Regions from separate parts of the Capsicum annuum genome. Here region 2 is linked to region 1. Evidence: chromatin contacts called from public Hi-C data. All regions are on one chromosome and are shown on one strand. Each heading gives the region's core, a stretch centred on a gene start, on an enhancer-like site or on the middle of the called end of the contact. The rest is flanking DNA. Distances are from core to core; before and after follow the strand shown.

Region 1 (2,711 bases), core at 138-2,637:
CATTTAAACTAAGTATCACCCTCCCATTACAGTTTCAAAAGAATCACCCTCTCATTAGTGGATCATGAGAATTCTCAGGAATTCATTTCTTGCAAGTCTCATCCTTACAGTACGCGAAGTTTGCAAAATTCAATTTCATATTCTTGAGACATCATATACAGGTCGTAATGAGATCATACCAACAAGAGAACATAGCTTGTTCCTCTTCCACTAGCTTGTTCCTCTTCCACTCTTTTGCTTTGTATTCTTTTATTATTTTGTCCCCATTTTTCTTTTCTTGTAGAGGGAAGGGCATGTGACAACAGGGAATCATAAGCTAGCGCATACGCCACCGGGAATCAGCTTGCTTCCAAATGATTGAGAAGACATATAAAAAATTATACATATCCTAAGTGCCATTACCTTTACACATGCCCACCAATCAACTATCCACACGAGTTCCAGCCATAAGAGCTCCGCAAGGATTCTATTGATTCTCCTGTATGTGCTCTTGGAAATTGGCCGTACGAGGACAAAACAAGTAGCCTGCGTATGATTCAATAGTCCATCAATTTCGCATTAGTATATAAATCATAAGAGGCAGTCAACAAACCAAGATTCCAGAAAAAATAAAAACTCAAAAGATCAGAGTCGAACCCAGAGAACTAAATAAATTGCTTAATTACATTCCAGCATACTCAAAAATGGAGGCGAATAAATAAATATTTCCGATTTATAACTTCGGGGTTGTTGTACGAGCAAATCAAATTGGAAAAAAAAAAGAAAAATAAAATAAACCCAAATCTTGGGAGAAGAATTACCTGAATAAGATTGATTACAAGACCCGAAATGAAAAAGAGAACGCCCAACGGAACGATAACAGCTGCAGCAGCAATCGCCATAGACTAACACTCCCAAAATAAAAAAAAATAGAAAAAAAAAAAAAAAGCAATCCCACAAGAAAAGTAATCTGTAGATGAAAAAATCTTTTTTCAGTACAGAGAAAAATCGGGAATTAATTAAAAAACTGGAAGAAGAGAGATACTAATGACGAATTGTTAAATTGGGTTCTCTCAATAAATAATAAATAAATAGTTTATCAACAATTTTTTTCATTTCTCACACATACCCAGAAATGAAATTGAATATTTTTACAGATGGGACTGGTTAGTGTATTTATTTGTATGAGTTATGGGAGAGTGTCAGGAGGCGGTGCATCTGCTTGTGCTAGTATTTGCTATTTTGCTTCAACTTCTGCCTATCTGTGCCCCGCTTTAAACGATGTTTCCCATTTCAAGGTGTGTTTTCATGTACGACATATGCAGAGACGATAATAATTATCCACATTTTTCTTTTCTTTCCTCGTATTGAGTTTTCTGTTTTCTTTCTAGCTAGTCTTTGGCGAAAGATTCACAAATATTTTTTACAAATTATTTTTTGACGAAGGTAAAGGTGAAATTTTATCATATGTTTGGCCATAATATTTAGAAAATTATTTTATCTTTAAAAGTTCACAAAAATTAAAATTTAGCTCAAATATTAATATTTTCTAATATTTGAAAATTTGAATAATTCGTTACATAATGTTAAATTGTATGAGAAAAATGAGTTGAAAGGCCCCCAAGTCTCATAATATTATTAAGTTAAAAAAGATAAAGTCGTTTAAATAACTGGGACAGTTGTTCGACAATTGTATTAGTTGTCTCAACAACTATCAAAGTTGTCGAACAACTTTGATAGTTATTGAAACAACTTCTATAGCTGTTGAGACAACCTTTTTAATTGTTGGAGCGAAAATGTTTAAAAAACTCGGAAAAATAAATTGTCCCTTTTAACAAATTTTTAAAACTTGAAGGAACCTTGCTTAATTGAGAAACTTGTTTGCCCCTTTTAATTCAAGGTCCCTAAATTGTATGGTCAAACAATATTTGACAATTTAATTTTTCAAAAATTATTTCAAAAATCTATGGTCAAACGGATTCCTAGTTTGTCATTTTTATTTTTATTTTTCATTTTTTTGAAAATGGGAATTTGATTTTAGGCCAAATAAAATCTCCAATGACATAAATTTCTCCAATAAAAGCCCTCACAAGATACAGTGGTATCTCTCCTTAGTTTATAGTCTCGATTGTCGGTGGAAAATGAATGTTATTATTACTCTAATTCAGATTGAGAACCAATGAAACCTCATGATTTGGGTTGCAATTCATACTTGGTTTAATGTCCACATTGTCAGGACTTGACTTGGAAGTTCTATCAAAGAATGTGAGAAAATATTGTGTATCTTGCAATACATAATAAAAGTAGATATCTTCATTTAAACTTATAAATGAGAGTGATAGAATTTGTATGGGGTAAAATAAGGTTAGCAAATATAAGTCAACTCGGGTCCGGTAAATTTTGAAACGGCCCATGATCGTGTCCTCTAGGAGTGATACCAAGATGGAAAAATGCTTTCTCGGTCTAGGCAAAAATGGAAAACGGTCACCAGCGATAGCAACTGCATGCAAAAGGACAAATAGAGAATCAATGTGTCAGGGCTCTTAAGTACGCAAGGACGATTTTTGACAAGTTTGTGTTAGATGCAGAATATTTGGCTAGCACCACCCAACGGTTCCTCGACAAGTGGCATTTGGTTATTGGCCACGATACCATAGGGTACAGGTGACACTATCTTATTGGTTATAAACCATCATTGTATATTATAATAGATGCCCTATCTATATTATAAA
Region 2 (2,711 bases), core at 74-2,573, 210 kb after region 1:
ATAAATGCAACCTAAATCTTGTCTTTTTTTTTTTTTACACTTGAACCCAATCCTCTTTTGTTGGTCTTTAATAGTCTGTTTGGGATTGCTTATTTCCCAAAATAAGTACTTATTCTGAGAAAAAAATACTTAAAAAAAAGGATGTTCGGTAAACTTGTAAAAATGCTTTTAAAAATAAGTAGAAACAGTTTTTCTGCTTCAGGGAAGAAGCAGAAAATTTCTGCTTCTCAAAATAAGCAAAAGTAGAAGCAAAAAAATATACAAAAATATCCCTATCACACACACAAATATATGTATGTATATATATATATATATATATATATATAATTAATAATTGATTTTTAAAAATTTATATTTTATATTTATGTCATAATTCTTTATGATTTATATATTATTATTTTATTTTCACTCATTTTCTTTAAATAAATTTAAAAATATCATTGATGATGATGACTAAAGAATATATAAGAATCACATTACAAGATTGTATTTTGATATCACATATAATTTTTTTCACATTACAAGATTGTATTTTGATATCACATATAATTTTTTTCTCGAATATTTAATTTTAAATAAATAATTCATGAAAAGTGACATATTTGTTAAAATATTGTGTGTGTATATATATATATATATATATATATATATATCTATGAATATGATGACTGTCTTTTCGTAGTAAATTTTAACACCATAAAAATATATTAAAAAAGACTTTAACTATTATGCTAATGAAGATATCATCCCAGAGATCGAAGAAGTGGACCAACCTTTTGGTATACCTTCAGAAATATAAGACATATATTTTACAAGTATGGAGACATTGCGTAGTAAAATTAGGGATGAAATTGTTGAGAATTTTTGTGATGTATGAAGGTCTAATTATTTTTGTTGTTAATTTTTTCATATATAGTGATTTAATTTATGAAATGACTTTTGTATTCATTTTTGTTTGATGTTTTAAGTAATGTTTAAATTATTTGACCAATATATCACCATTTAATTTTTTAATGTATTTATATATATAAATATTAATTAAAAATTTTAGAGTACATGCTTTTTAATTAAATTTAAAAAGATTAATTAAAAATATTATAATAGATATTTAAAATAAATTTTCTTTATAATTTGATTTTAATAATAAAAATCTATTGATAGATGTCTTTTTTGATCATTTATCTCAAAAAGTATTTTTTGAAAAAAATTATTTAAACAAAATTTAATTATTAAAAATACTTTTCTAATAAATTTAACAAATATTTTTTTTTTAAAGTATTTTTTTAAAATTTTATTTTATAAAAGTTCTTCGCAGTTGTATAACAAATCCAAAGAGCTCTAAATTGTCCGTAGGAGCGTCGAACCGTGCTTGTTTCATCAGCACAGGTCATAAATGAAAAAAAAAAGCAACAATCTTTTCTCCATCAGCCTTTTCATTTCATAGGATTTCTGAAGCTTTCTTGATTAATATAGTTTGAAGATCTGGTGTTTTGTTATTAGTTTCTTGGTATATGGACTGTGAACTTATAGACAGCAGCGGTAAGTCCCTGATTTCTTGCATATTTGTCTAGATTGATTTAGGGTTTTGGCCCTACAGACTTTCTCGAATTGCTCTCAGAATATTACTCCTTATTCCAAGATTCAAAGGCAGCTTTTCTCGAGAGGAAGAAAAGATTATTCATGTGTCCTCATTCTATTTCATCTGTTGTTGTATATTTTAGGTTTCTAAATAGGGATGACAATGGGGCGGAGAGGGTGCGGGTTTTAGACTATGTGGGTGCTGGACGGGTTGAAGTAATTTTTTTCTAAATGATGCGAGGCGGTGTGGGTTGCTGGTAGATGCAGGTTCAAACAAAAAAAAAGAAGCTAAAAGTTAGTATTATTTTCGTGAATCCACCTAAAATTATATGTATTTTTTATTTAAAATTTTATGATACTTAACGACATGTATAACACTAAAGATAAACAATTTAATAACTTTTTTTTTTTGAAATTGGTAAAATAATTTTATGACTCAAAATATCAAACAAAAGTTTAAAGTTTTTTCCTTATTAAATCACTTTGCCGTGCATAGCTTATTTAATTTATGTGTAGCAAGGACTTAAATAATTAGATAAACTGATTGATCTCTAAATTTAATTTCTTTATTCATTTTAATGAAAATATGATATTTGATCATTGCTTGTATACCCGATACCTCTCTGACAATTTCTTAGTGAAAAGTGATAGAATAGAAATTGATTGTTACTACTTTCTAGTTGCACCGGGCTGCCCTTTTATACTTTCTAGTTGCAAATTTCTAGTGGAGTTACAAATTTTTCAAAAAAGAAAAAACAAAAAGTGGGGCGGTGCAGGGCGGGTATGCGCAGTTATGAGTGTGGGGCGGGTTTATGCGGGTTTAAAGTTGATGCGGGGAGGTTTTTAAATTTGAGGGTTTAGAAAAAATCCGCCCCGCCCCTGCCCCGCCCCATTGCCACCCCTACCTATAAAGGGGCTCGTATTCTGTAAATTTAGTTGTGAATTCCACTGGATTGCCTCTGAAAACTGGGGCATGGTCTGGTGGCTTTTCTCTTTTGTTATAATGCTTTATGTTGCGACATGTTTTTTTCCCTTTCCGCTTTAGATGTTTTGAATTTGTTTTTGGCTATGGTTCGGTGAAATTTTATATTTTTATCTGCTCATTATGTTATGTCGCCATAACATGCTATTCA

What was found. A called contact is a pair of places that touch in the nucleus more often than the background predicts.
Region 2: a Hi-C map of leaf shows a contact between it and region 1, with 2.2 times the contacts expected there. The contact joins the promoter of LOC107863746 here to the promoter of LOC107863748 in region 1. A contact is called at or near these places in 2 of 5 Hi-C or Micro-C datasets (leaf and placenta).

What each region holds. Positions count from the first base shown.
Region 1 is chr3:68,279,128-68,281,838 of UCD10Xv1.1, forward strand. It overlaps LOC107863748 (1-acyl-sn-glycerol-3-phosphate acyltransferase 2), which reads right to left and starts at 1,388. Exons shown (of 12, transcript XM_016709865.2): 1 at 1,109-1,388; 2 at 801-949; 3 at 403-525. The coding sequence starts at 881.
Region 2 is chr3:68,491,885-68,494,595 of UCD10Xv1.1, forward strand. LOC107863746 (protein EMSY-LIKE 3) reads left to right here and starts at 1,324. Exons shown (of 9, transcript XM_016709859.2): 1 at 1,324-1,539. The coding sequence starts at 1,512.